Regions from separate parts of the Mus musculus genome. Here region 2 is linked to region 1. Evidence: chromatin contacts called from public Hi-C data. All regions are on one chromosome and are shown on one strand. Each heading gives the region's core, a stretch centred on a gene start, on an enhancer-like site or on the middle of the called end of the contact. The rest is flanking DNA. Distances are from core to core; before and after follow the strand shown. Region 1 holds the start of Phlpp1 (PH domain and leucine rich repeat protein phosphatase 1). Region 2 has its middle 79 kb from the start of Gm20753.

Region 1 (7,169 bases), core at 1,964-4,463:
ATGTGATTCTAAGAGGCTGGTGAGATGGTTCAGCAGGAAAAGGTGCTTGCCAACAAGTCTGAAAACCAGAGTTCAACTCCTGGAACCCAGGTTTGTCCACTGACTTACATATGTCCAGGGCACAGATGTACACACACACACACACACACACACACACACACACACAGACACACACACAGACACACACACAGACACACACACAGACACACACACACAGACACACACACACACACACACATACACACACACACACACGGGAGGCAAGTGGGAGGGAGAGAGGGAGAAAGATGTCATCTTTTGTGGTTGCCTAGCCTGCAGGGTGACCTGGGTTCAAGCTCCAATACCACAACAAAGTGATCAGAAGGTGTGGCCAGGCAGAAGCACACGGTGGACAGCATGTCTGGAATGCTTCAAAGGGTAGGGCACTGTGTGATGTGCTGTGGCATGGCTTAGGACATTAGAACCGAAGCATTCCCTGCCCCCAACTATTTTGAAGCTGCCTGGAAAACAGTTTTAGTTTTATTTTCAAATCAAAACTCTTCTCTCATTCACAGCAATTGTAGAGTGTGGGTTGCTGCATAGGGTCTACATGATATCCTATGACTCAACAACTCCCCCCCCCCCACAATGAATGCTTAGATTTCATTGCTTTTTCACCAATTTGCTATTTCAACTGCAGAGCTCTGTTTTATCTGGTATTACAAAGACAGTCTACTCCTTCAGAAATTCTCGTTTTCTTTCTTTCCTTTCACATTCTTGTTTAGTCACTTCCTGAAGGTTCGGGATCACACTGTGGGTCTTTCTTGCCATTCTGCTATCCCTGCCAGTGGGATTCCTGAGAAGTACGCGATAGGTTGTCTTTTATATTACAGATTCCATGTGTGAAATCTGGCATAATTGCATTTTAATACCTGCTTTAAAATATTTTCCTGAAAATTTATTTATATGTACAGGAGTTTTGTCTGTACATGTATCTGTGCACCACATACACACAGTGTTCACAGAAGCTAGGCTAAAGAATGGGATTCCCTGGAACTGGAGTTAGACAGTTGTGAAATACCATGTGGTGCAGGGACTTGAAGCTGGGTCCTCTTGCTCTTAGCTGCTGAGACATTTCTCCAGCTCCAACACTTGTTCTTCTGTGTGGAGAAGATCTACTTTTTTCTTTATTTGGAGATAGTTACTTTTCCCATTGCTGTAACAAACACCTAACAAAAGGTTACTAAATACCCAAATAAAGAAAGACGTATTTGGCTCACAGTTTGAGGGCAGAGAACGTCAGGGCAGGGAGGGCAGCGTGGCAGGAGTTCCAGACAGCTGGGCACACTTTGTCAGTGCTCAGGGCACCTCACCCTCACACACATACCCCGTGTTTCCATGGTGATTCTAAATTCAGTCCAATTGGATCTAATCAAGTGTCTGTCCACCGCCCTAACAGTGTTTGACAACTATTATCATAACTTCTTTTGTTTTGAGACAGGATGTCATCATGTAGACCAGGCTGGCATCAAATTCAGAGATCTGCTGTTCTCTGCCTTCTGAATGGCAGGATAAAGGCATCACCACTGAGACTTATAACTATAAATAAATGTATATGCATGTGTGTATAATATTCCCATAATAAATATTAGTCTTCTGGAACCCAAAGGTAAGGTACAGGATATCTTCATTATTATTATTACTATTATTCTTTGAGTTACTATGTAACTTTGGCTGGCCTGGAGCTTGCTCTGTAAAAGAGGCTAGTTTTGAGCTCATAAAGTTCTTCCTGTTTTAGTCTATCGAGTGTCAGGAAGAACTTAATTTAAAAAAATTATTATCATTATGTATAGGAATGATTTGCCTGGAATATGTCTATGCATTACATTGGAGCACTGTCTTCAGGGTGAGCTATTATATGGGTCTTCTTGAAGAGCAGCCCACGCTCTTAGCTGCTGAGCCCTCTAACTCCGGAAAAAGACTTTTAATTAGTGTCTACATCTGCAATGCCATCATGAGAGTGGCAACTCAATGACCAACGTTTATCAAATTATTTCAAATAGTTAATTGCCCTAAACCAGCTTGGTTCAACCAATAAAAAAATGTTTATAGATCATACAATGTAACAGTAAACACCCATACAACATAGGTAGAGCGTAGGTGGTGAGCAGTTTGTGGACGGAAGTATGGAGAACAGACTAGACTGGGAAACCTTGTCTCATTCACCCTTTCTACCCGGCCCCGAGTGCGGAAAGAAAAATCCAGAAAGAACCAAGAGAAAGCAAGTCTATCTCCTATCCCACTATGACTCCATTTTAATATTTCTTCCTTCGTCCACTGCTTTGTGTCGTTAAGCTTCTTTTAAGCTTAAAACCAACGGGATACAAGGCTCCAAGCAGGTCCTTAGCTATTTCTGTCCTAATAGGGGAGGGAGTAAATGGGTTTAATTTGAGTGCAAACACTGCTAGCTTTCATGGGCCTTGAAAAAAGTGCGGAAAAAGTCAGGAAGACGGGGCCAGCGATCCTGTGAACTGTGTATGTATTTTTGTCTCATACAAAGGCCTTACCTAGAGTTTAGAGTTCCTAAAAACTCTCAATTTCAATTAGCCAGGAAAATAAAACTCATCTGGCAAGCAGGAGAGGATCAAGTTAATGAAAAACGTTCACAGGACACAGAGTTCAACGGCAGAGGGCACAATACCCACCAACAAGGGCCAGAAGCTGGAGGAGAGGGTGGGCAGAATTTGATGATATCTGGGCCTTGTAGTTCGCTGTTGGTCTCTTCTGGGTATCCTCGACACGAAGATGAACTACAACCCCCACTGTGCAACGCGAGCCCCTCTCGCCACCTCTCCTCTATGGCGAGGACAAACCTCCTGGGAAACAGCTCCGCCCCACCCCCGTACGCACGCGTCACGTTTGTTTACCCTGAGGCCCCGCCCCCAGCCTCCCGCTCTCCGCAGAAATGTCGTCATGCTAACGATGCATATTCATGATCAACTCCGCCCCGCCACCGCCCGCCTTCCCGCGCTTCATTAATATTCATGAGGCGAGCTCGGGCCGCAGCTCCCGGGAGCTGAGGCTGTCCAGCAGCGGGCGGGGCCTGGCGCTGGGGAGCCCGCGACCCGCGGGGAGGGTGTGTGTGGGGGGGCGGTGGCGGCGAAACGGGCGGGCGGCGCGCGGGATGGAACACCGAGACACCGACGGAATGCTCCGGATCGCCACATAATCCTCTGGAGCGGCCGCGCCGAACGCCATCGGCGTCTCCGTTCTCTTCGCGCCGCCGCCGCCGCCGTCTCCCACCTTCGCCTCACCTCCTCCTCCTCCGCTGCCTCCGGAGCTGGGGGAGCGACGTGAAGCCCCGCTACGATGGAGCCCGCCGCTGCAGCCCCGGCACAGCGACTCGCGGACCCCACGGGTGAGGACCAAGCCCTGGCGGCGGCGGCGGCCGAGGGCGGCCGGTGTCCGGATCCCGCGCTGAGCGCGGCGGCCCCGAGCGGCGGGAACGGCGGCGCGGCGCGAGAGGAGGCCCCCTGCGAGGCGCCGCCGGGGCCGCTGCCCGGCCGCGCCGGAGGCACCGGGCGCAGGCGGCGGCGGGGAGCTCCCCAGCCCGCGGCCGGTGGGGCCGCTCCGGTGCCCGCGGCCGGCGGCGGCGCCAACTCGCTGCTGCTGAAGAGAGGGCGGCTGAAGAGGAATCTGTCGGCCGCCGCCGCCGCCTCGTCGTCCTCGTCGCCGTCCTCGGCGTCTTCGGCCGCTGGCGGCCTCCCGGCGTCCTGCTCGGCCTCGGCGTCGCTGTGCACCCGGAGCCTGGACAGGAAGACGCTGCTCCTGAAGCACCGGCAGCTGCTTCAGCTGCAGCCGTCGGACAGGGACTGGGTGAGGCACCAGCTCCAGCGGGGCTGTGTGCACGTCTTTGACCGCCACATGGCCTCGTCCTACCTGCGCCCAGTGCTCTGCACGCTGGACACCACGGCCGCCGAGGTGGCGGCCCGGCTTCTGCAGCTGGGCCACAAAGGCGGCGGGGTGGTGAAGGTGCTGGGCTACGGGCCGCCTCCCGCCGCCGCCCCTGCCGCCAGCGATCAGACCCTGGACGGAGAGCACGGAAGGGACGTGGAGCCACCGCCCTCGAGCGGCACTGTTGGTGCTGTCCGGGGCCCTGCGCGCGCGCCTCCCGCCGATCTGCCGCTGCCCGGGGGCGCCTGGACGCGCTGTGCACCCCGCATCAGCCCCGCGCCTTCGGACTCCAGCCCCGGAGAGCTGTTCGCGGGCGGCCCCGGGTCCCCTCCCCGCGCCCCGCGCCCGGCCTCTGACACCGAGAGCTTCAGCCTGAGCCCCAGCGCCGAGAGCGTGTCAGACCGGCTGGACCCCTACAGCAGCGGCGGCGGCGGCTCCTCGTCGTCGTCGGAGGAGTTAGAGGCTGATCCGGCCATGCCCCACCGCCCCGGCCGCCCCGCGCAGCCTCGGCCGCCTTCCCCGAAGACCTCGGCTTTACTGCAGCCGAAAGCCCCGACGGGCGTAGACAGCACTGGCGTGATAGCGGGCGAGGGTCCCGGAGACGATAAGGCGATGGCAGCCGCAGCTCCGGACGTTCCTCTGTCGACTTCGGGGAGGATACGGGAGACCGTGCAAAAGACATCTCCGCCCTCCCTGTATGTACAGCTCCATGGAGAGACTACCCGGCGCCTGGAGGCGGACGAGAAGCCATTGCAGATCCAAAATGACTACCTCTTCCAACTGGGATTTGGGGAGCTGTGGAGGGTGCAGGAGGAAGGCATGGACTCAGAGATTGGCTGTCTCATTCGATTCTATGCAGGTAAGGAAGTTGCCTGCATGTTTATGCATGGCTTCGAACCTTGGCAGGGATCGATAAATGATTCCAGGGGCCTGGTGAGTCTGTCTGACACTCTTTTTCTAGCTTGTTCACATGCCGCCTGTGCAAGTACTAAATTGAGCATTCTTGAAATCTGCAAGGTTTAGAGTGTCCAGGCCTGAGGTTGGAAAGCCAGGTGGACAAGGTGACAAAGTCACCTGGAAATACAGGAAACAGGTAACACCCTAGAGGGGTACCAGTCCCTAACTTTAAAGGTGGTTTCCTCCAGGCCTCTGCTCTGGTTCGTTGGGTTGCAGGCGTTTTGGGATTCCAGGTAACTCCTTGACACTTTAATATAGACAGAGGACAATGACCAACGAAAAAATGCTCCATGATGCCTTCCTCTATTCAACTGTCCACAGTTTACCATTCGTAGACAGTAAAGTGCAGCGTGGGCCTCTTGGGAACTTTGTTCTTGTCAACTGATGCTCTTGTTTGTTCCACTGTCTGCCACGCGTGCGTATTTGCTCGCTGAGTCCTCATTGACACCTGAGAAGTGGGTATGTTCCTTGTTTTGGGTGCTGCTTACCTTCTGCCCTCTTTCATTGCTTTATTTCAGTTTCCAAGTTTGAATCTTAAAAAAAAAATGAATTGGCCTGTTTCTGAGTTATAGCTTTTATTGTCAGATACTTGAAATAGACTAGACTTAATAATGTCGGTGATTACTGCTTCTGATATGACCTGAACTCCTCTCTAGCATTTTTAGTATCTGTTCAAGTGCCTATACGGGTGTGACCAGTCAGTTTCTCCTCTTGGCTGGAACTAATTTGTGGAGTTACAGGGCTATTGGTTATTGTTTTTGAGCTTGGTAAGTTATTGCATTTTCTGGTTGAAAGAGTTTTTAGTGGTCAGAACTTAGCTAGCTAGCTTAAGAGCAATAAAACTTTTGGTGTTACATTTAGGTGTATATACTAACAACCTCGTGACTCCCATAGTGGTTGGTTCTTCCACATTAGTGTTTTTTCATTTTAGTTCAACATGTGCCCTAGTTGCAGTTTGGTTTGAATGAATGAGTCTTTAACACTTACGTTGATAATGCAAGGCCTCATCCCTGGACATAAACATAAACTGTTTTATTGAAGCTTTTTTGAACTTAAGTGGATATTTTGATTAATATTTGCCTTATAAAGAAAACCAAATTGTAATACAATAGCATTTTCCTGGAACTAATATCTTAATGGATGATATGTTCTTTAATGTTTTTTGTTTTTTTGTTTTTTCTTTTGGTATAGAAAAGTGTAGCAGCAACAACTGTATCTTTTTCTTCAATGGCTCATGTGACTGGTGAAATACTTTTTTTTTTTTTTTCAGAGGCATCAAATAGTACCACACTTGGAAAGGGAACTATTTTCAGATGAGAATGACAGTCTTTCTTAATCACATAGAGGGAAATGGGAATAACACAAGGACTATGTGATGGGTAATATTAGAGTATGCTTTAATGGATGGAGGAAGCTTTTCTCTGCTTTGCTCATGACTGGATGCTGATCAGGATAAATATCTGTTGGAAGGTTGGGATGTCACAGTTCTGAGATTTTGGTCGTCTTCAGAAGTGCTGAAATTATTCTGAGTGGGCTTTAAGCAGTTTGTTTTCTTTCATCTAAATTGAAAAATGATCTGATTTATGGCTAAATCTTAAATATGTTGTGATTTTAACCTTTTTGTTTGTTCATGAACAAGTAGTAATTGTTACCTCCTGAATTTACTGCTTTGTTTCTATGAGCACAGCATAAATAGATGCAGGCGTCTGTGTATATGCTCATAAAAGCAACTAATAAAATGAGGATGCCCTACACACATTATCCAGCCTATTCTTGAATCTGAAGCCTGTGTGCTTGTGTTGTAGAAGGAAGGTGTCTGACTGTTGGAAAGATGTGGGGTTGTCTATTTTGGTATATGAGCAAAGTTGGACTTACTTTAAGCCTAATTTAATATAATATACTGAGCATCTCTGTACTGATATTTGTCATAGAACAAAACTTAACATCACTAGATGCTATTTCAGTTTTTGCAAGGATGTGTGTTACTAACAGAAGGGTGCCGCTGAAAGGTGGTCTCACATAGCTTGAACGTTGTGAGGACATATGGCAAAGGCTTACCCAAGGCTGACAAGATTCCTAGAAATTGCTTTTGTCCTCCAGTGGAATATAGGACAGCCAAAAGGAAGCTGTTGTGTTTTGATAGTGCTTTTGTTAGCGAGAGGATAATTCATGTATGTTTTAAATGATTTCCTTTAAGAAGACACTGGAAAATTTTGTATTGATTTGCTCTGATAATTTAAATGTAGTGTATTCTTGAATTTATTGTTGCATGTCTTTTC
Region 2 (7,169 bases), core at 2,808-5,307, 78 kb before region 1:
ATGCTTTTCCCCTCAGCTGCTTCAGAGAGGACCCAGCCTGGTGCTAAGTTCCTGACAATTAGTATTGATAATTATTAATGGGCAGTGTTTATTGATTCCTGATATTTTGCTGTTATGGTATGAGTGTTTTGCCCACTCTTTTGATTTACTGGTCTGTGATTGATTGATTGATTGATTGATTGAGTCCTCTTGGGTGTAGTTAACCTCTTCAGACTGAATGTTTCTTACTAGTGCCTTCTGTAAAGCTGGATTGGAAATTGTTGAAAGTTAGTTTTACTGTAGAATATTTGTCTTTTATGTCTATTGTGATTGATAGCTTTGCTGCGCATAGTTGTCTGGGATGGTATCTGTGGTCTTTTTTAATATGTAGAACATCTGTCCAGGCCCTTCTGGCTTTTAGAGTCTTCACTGATAAGTGAGGGGTTATTGTAAGAGGTCTCTCTTTCTATGCTATTTGGTCTCTTTCCTTTGAAAATTTAATATTCATATTTTCTGTACATTTAATGTTTTGATTATTGCATGTCACAAGGAGTTTGTTTTCTGATCCTAATTTGTATTCTGTATGCTTCTTGTAATTTGATAGGCACCTCCTTTAAATTGGATTTCATTAAATTATGTACTTTTTTGGCTCTGTATTTCTCCCATTCCAGAGACAGCAACATCTTTTCACACATTGCCAGCCTGGTCCCTGAGACACAATGGTGAAGGTTTAGAGTGAATGGATTTGACCATATTGAATGCCTTCAACTCTGGCAAAGTGGATATTGTTGCCGTCAATGATCTCTTCATTGACTGCAACTGCAAGGTTGACATGTTTTAGTATGACCGTACCCACAGTAAGTCCAACAGCCCAGTTGAGGTTGAGAATGGAAAACTTGTCAATGGGAAGGCCATCTCCATCTTCCAGGAGTAAGATTATACCAACATCAAATGGGGTAATGTTGATGCCAAGTAGGTTTTGGAGTCTACTGGTATCTTCAACACCATGGAAAAAAACAGAGGTCATTTGAAGAGCTGAGCCAAAGAGTCATCATCTCTGCCCCTTCTGCTGATGCCCCCATGTTTGTGATGAGCACGAACCGTAGATTTATGACTACTAACTCATGATTGTCAGCAATGCCTCCTGCACCACTGTACCACCAACTCCTTTTGTCCCCGATTAATGTTACCCATGACAACTTTGTATCAGGGAGGGATGCATGGCCATGATCCCTGACATTTCTGTCACCCAGAATACTATGGATGGCTTCTCTGGAAAGCTGTGGCATAATACCTGTCAGACTGCCCTGAACATCATCTCTGCACCCATTGGTGCTGTCAAGGCTATGGATAATGTCATTCCAGAGCTGAACTGGAAGGTCACTGGCATGGCCTTCCGTGGGCTTACCCCCAATTTGTTTATTGTGGATCTTACATGCTTCCTGAAGAAAGTTGTAAAATGATGCCATGTAAAATGATGTCAAGAAGGTTAGGTAAGGTGGCATCAGAGAGCCCATTAAATGGCATTGTGGGCCACACTTAGGACCAGGTTGTCTCCTGTGACTTTAACACTGATGCTACTCTCCTACCATTGATTCTGGGGCTGGCATTGCTCTCGGAGATGACTTTGTAAAAACTCATTTTCTGGTTTGAGAATGAATATGAGTACAGCAACAGGGTGGTGGAGCTCACAGCCTACATGGTCTCCCCACTGTAAGAAGCCCTGGACCACCCATCCCAGCAAGAACACAAGAGAGAGACAGGCTGGTGGCTGCTGAGGAGGCCCTGTCCCACCCCTGAGCACCTCACTTCACCCCAGACTCCCAAATGAGGCAGAGTGGGATGCTTCTTCTCTTGAATGCTATCAATAAAGTTCACAGAAACCCTAAAAAAAAATTGTTTTCTGTGCCTTTGACCTGGAATCTCCTCCTTCCTCTATAACCACTACTCATGGTTTGGTCTTTCACAGTATCCCAGATTTTCTGTGCCTAGAGTTTTTTGTTGTTGTTTTTTGTTTTGACATTTTCTTTGACTATGCTATTTCTTCTACCTTGTCTTCAAGACCTGAAATTCTCTCTTCCATGCTGTTTCATCTGTTAATGAGGCTTACTTTGAAGTTTTTGTTAGACATCCTGAGTTTTTCACTTTCAGTTTTATTTCAGTTTGGGTTTTCTTTAGTGATTTTCTTTGTTAAATTCAACTTTCATGTTTTAAAATGTTTTCACTATTTCACTCAATTGTTTCTACTTTCATTAAGGCATTTATTCAAATTCTCTTTAAAGTCCTTTGAACATGTTTATAATTATTATTTTGAAGTTCTTGTCCTGTGTTTTTACTAACTTGCTTTTCTGAGGACTTATTTCAATAGGGTTACTGGCGTCTGGGGGAGGCATATTGTCTCGGCTGTTTATGCTCTTGTACTGGTTTCTATATGCCTAGAGTTATTGTGTTTGAGGTGTTTCTTCATATAGCTATCTGGTCTTGCCTCTATTGGGTGATGGGTGATCTGTTCTTTGATTGCTGTTGCCCACTCTGGATCCTAGCCACGTGTGGTGGCTGTGGAGTCCCTAGTAGCTGTTTCTGTGGGTTAGCTGGTGAAACAAATGAATATAGATTAAGATGGAAAGAGCTAAGGGGTCCTTGATCTGCACCAAGAGGTGGGTCACTCAGGATGTAGATGTGGGATGGGAGGAGGGGCTCCTGTAGGCAGGCTGCTATAGGACTACTGCATGAGGAGACTAGGATGAAGGACAGGAAGGAAAGGAAAGTGAAAACAGTCTATCTGAGTCTCAGCCCAGTGTGCCCATTAGGGGTCTTTCTATATAGTGTTTGTGCAGATGGATGGGTGACTTAAAGGAATGGAGAGGGCTAGAAAAGAAGTTTAGAGGGTTGGCAGAGAAGATCTAAGGGGTACAAAGCTCATATAGACAATCCTGCACCTCCTGTTAGGAGCTTCAGGATCTTCTGCAGCATTTCTTTCTTTATATCACTGTGCTTTTAATTTATTTAAATCATTTAAGACTATAAATATTTAATATATTATTTAATGTTTATTTACTATAGTAACATATATCATATTTATTATAGAATTATTGTTGTCACATATTTTAAAACATAATTGTTAAAACGTTCATTTTGTGTGTGTGTGTATTTGTGTGTGATGGGGTATGTATATGTGAATACATTAGTGTCTGCCTCAGTCATATCTCATTATTTTGAAACAGGATCTCTTACAGAACCCAGAGTTCATTGATTTAGCCAGACTGGCTGCCCAGTGAGCCCCAGGGATTCTCCTGTCTCTTTGTGCCCCTGTGGCAGCATACTGCCTTAGCCAGCTCCTTATATGACTGCCAAGGAGCCCTACTTTCTGCACAAACAGATTACCAGCTATGGCATCTCTCCAGTCTCTGAAATGTTAATGTTTGGTCTTTTACTATGTATTATAATGCTAAATGCAGTCCCCAAAGACCTGGCTGTCCCAGGATGAGAGAGTCCACATGTAGACACAAGTGATACTATGTGACCTTACCCTCAAGTTAGTTCTGATTGGTAAATAAAGATACCAATAGCCTGGGCAGAAGAGACATTGGAAGAGTTTAAGGTTCCTTGGGCCTGGGGGGTCAGGGAGAGAAAGAGAGAGAGAGAGAGAGAGAGAGAGAGAGAAAGAAACGTGAGGAGGAAGTAAAAGTGGCCATGAGTTAGGAGTCAAGAGAATATGGCCATGAGAGCTGGCCAATTGGAGTTAAGAGCAGCCCAAATGAAATATAGTAGTAATAACTCAGAGTTATCTGTGGTAAAGTAGATTCTAATAGCACAGAGGATATCTGCCCAACTCTTGTACTGTTTAAGGCTTAGTATAAACAATGAAAAATTTATGTCTTTTATCCAGGAGCTAAATTAAATGATAAAGGCAGGATAAAAACCTCAAATTCGGATTGAAAATTTCTACAACATTGAACTCTTCAAATTGTTACATAAATCAACATCTGTTTTGCTTTTGCAACAAGGTCTTACATAGTTCACTAGACTTGAACTCTTTCTATGCAGCCAAGATGCTCTTGAACTTTTATGGTCCTGCCTCTGCCTCTGGAGTGATGGGATTATGCTCTTCCTCTACATCGTCCTGCTCAGATCTTGTTTTTCTGTAGAGTGAGCTATGACTGGATACACTTTTACCCTTGGCTGTGATGCCAACCCTGCTGTATATGTAGTTCTGTCTCTAAGCTCTCTACCCTGTCCTCTTGTCTCTTTGTCTCCTTATGTTGATGTTTGTTCCTGTGTTGCTGAGGCTGGGACCCAGGGCCTTGTCCATGCTAGGCAAGTGTTGCCCTGCTAAGCTGAGACTCTATCTAGCTCCATTTATGCCTGTGATTCATGGCATTTGCTCTCTGGAAAATATAGTCCTGTTTTGCTTTACTTTTACTGGTGATTTTTTATTCTTCTTAATATGTTTCACAACTAACTTCCTGGTTTAGAATTCATCTTGAGATGGTGGTGACTCCAGAGATTCTTTTTCTCCCCTTTATTGAAGGGATGTCTCTGTCAAATCCTTCCCCTCAGAGCGCAGGGAACCCTATGTAAGAGGAGGCAGAAAGGGTGTAAGAACCAGAGAGGGTGGACGACACCAAGAAAACAAGGCCCTGTAAATCAACATGACCAAAGCTCATATGAACTCACAGAGACCGAGGCAGAGTGCCCAGTATTCCCTGACATAATATATCCTGATTACAGTTTCCCTTCCTTTTACTCCTCCTAGTTCCTCCCCACCTCCCCTCCCAGATCCACTCCCTTTCTGTCTTTCATTAGAAAAAAACAGGCTGCTAAGAGAGAACAACAGAACATAACAAAATAAAATATAATAAGATAAAGCAAAAAACCATCACATCCAAGTTGGACGAGACAAACAAACAGAAGGAAAAGGACACAAGAATAAGAGACCCACTCATTCACACAGGAATTCTATTAAAACACTAAACTGGAAGCCATACTATATATGCAGAGGACCTAGTGCCCTGGGCACTCTGCCCCAGTCCCTGTGAGTTCACATGAGCTTTAATCATGTTGATTTACTGGGCCTTGTTACCTTGGTGTCATCCATCTCCTCTGGCTCCTACTCTCTTTCTGTGTCCTCTTACATAGGTGTAATAGCTATTCCTGGTTGTCAACTTGAATATATCTGGAATGAACTTCAATCCAGAACTGGACATCACACCTGTGATACACATCTTGAAGATGAAGGACAAAAATTTCTAACCTGGATCTTGGCATTAAGGTCTTGAGGCACAGTGGCCATGAAAAGCTTAGGCCCAGGCAAGGTAGTACACACCTTTATCTCAGAAGATGGAGGCAAGGAGATCTCTGAGTTCAAGATTAGCCTGGGATAAAGCCATCCCCAGATCCAAGTATGTTGATACACACCGTTAATCTGGGCCAAACCTTTTGCTGAAGATCTACATAAGGACATTGGAAAAGGAAGACTCACTCTTCTTTGACTGCTTGCACTTACTTGCCAGTACATCTGTTGGAATCTACTTCTTCTACAGAAGACCAGCTGAAACAACTAGACTTATGGGACTGAGCAACGACTAGATTCTTGGACTTTTTATCCATCCATTGTTGGGTTAGTTGGATTACAGACTGTGAGTCATCACAATAATTTCCCTCAATTTAGAGAGGCATTCCATAAGTTCTGTGACTCTAGAGAACCCTGATTAATACAATAGGGTTCCCTGAGCTCTGATGGGAGGGATTTGATGGAGACATCCCATTGAGGACTGAGTGTTCCAAGGTCTCCTACTCTCTACAGGATGTCTGCCTACACATCTCAATATTTGTTCCCATCTGCTGCAGGAGGAAACTTCTCTGATGATGGTTGACTATGTCACTGATCTATGATTACAGCAGAACATCATTTAGGAGCCATCTTGTTGTTACATCTCCATGTTCAATAAGGTGTGTGGGTGTTGCTTCAGCAATGGGGCCTTGACATCAGTTTGTGGAGAGCAACCTATTGTCATGGCAACTGCCTGGGTTGTTTGCAGATTCCCATGGGACATCTTTGGCCAACAACTAAATTAGATGTAACCCAATCTCATATCTGATGCTTCATTTGGTGACAGGAGATGACCAATTGGGACTCTGTGTTCACCATTATTTGGTGATTTCATTTAATTGCCTTCATGTGTGTGTGTGTGTGTGTGTGTGTGTGTGTGTGTATATATATATATATATATGTATATGCATAATTTTAGAAAATTTTACTGTGTTTGGTGTCCATGCTATCCTTCATATGGTCCTTAGTTTTAGTTGTCTCTCCACACATTTTCTCCATCATCCCCTTCTCCCCACCCTAGTTGATCTTCCCATTTCAGTCCCTCCCCATTCATTCATAACTATCTAGTCTATTTCACTTTCCTAATGAGGTCTATCTGTAACCTGTAGTCCCCTTATTTATACCTACCCTCTGCTTTCTACAGAGTATAGCTTCTTTATTACTGACTTAACAGCTAATATCTACGTATAAGCAAACACATACCATAATTGACTTTAGAGATCCTTTTAGGAAAAAATAAACACTAACTTTGGCCCATTCATAAAATCAGTATGTATTTTTCTGCTTATTTTCTTTCTAGGTCTTTTATGTATTTCAGTAGATGAAAATGATTTTACTGTTAAGTTTTGTCTACAATTATACGGGATTTGGGGGCAGATTACCCATAGATATTTTATAGTTTGAATGATATTTACTCAGTATTATCAAACACTGTTGGTTTTATCTGCCTGCATGTTATCTTATGCCAAAGATAATGGTGTAGACATGGCCTGATGGATCATTGAGATGCTATAGTGAAATCCTGAATCTTGGTAAAAAGCTTGTTGTCTAATGGTGTTAATATTTGAGAAAACATCTTGTATGCCTTCTAAGCTGTACCAAATGATTAGGTGCAAATGAAACTGGTCTGTTGATATATTCACCCAACTGGGTGTATAGAGTATTCTATGCCAGTAAGTGCAGGAGGTCAGATCTCAGTGAAAGACATAAAGGCAAAAAAAAGGTCATGAACTATTGTCTCTGAAATACCCTTTACTTCTGCAGCTCCTGAGCATTAGAGAGAGTTAATTGCTCAATTGTAAAAGCTGGATCTCAGGGAAGTTTCAAATAAACCAGCCAGATGGGAGCGAGTTTTGTG

The links. A called contact is a pair of places that touch in the nucleus more often than the background predicts.
Region 2: a contact with region 1 is called in a Hi-C map of uterus, with 4 times the contacts expected there. The contact joins the enhancer-like site here to the promoter of Phlpp1 in region 1. A contact is called at or near these places in 1 of 39 promoter capture datasets (the C10 cell line), 6 of 484 Hi-C or Micro-C datasets (the P5424 cell line, forebrain neurons, uterus and 1 more), 4 of 115 datasets of contacts at active chromatin or transcription factors (T-cell acute lymphoblastic leukemia, craniofacial prominence, embryonic stem cells and 1 more) and 2 of 9 other capture datasets (liver and pancreatic islet).

What each region holds. Positions count from the first base shown.
Region 1 is chr1:106,168,656-106,175,824 of GRCm38.p6, forward strand. It overlaps Phlpp1 (PH domain and leucine rich repeat protein phosphatase 1), which reads left to right and starts at 3,214. Exons shown (of 17, transcript NM_133821.3): 1 at 3,214-4,792. The coding sequence starts at 3,349. It overlaps Gm20753 (predicted gene, 20753), which reads right to left and starts at 2,869. Exons shown (of 3, transcript NR_040630.1): 1 at 2,685-2,869.
Region 2 is chr1:106,089,329-106,096,497 of GRCm38.p6, forward strand. It overlaps the pseudogene Gm26509. Among named protein-coding and RNA genes, the nearest start is that of Gm20753, 79 kb to the right of the region's middle. Within about 2 kb of position 4,058, at least 2 of the 459 cell types and tissues checked have an H3K27ac peak or open chromatin away from gene starts, as enhancers often do. A contact at or near this core is called in uterus, where this site is marked.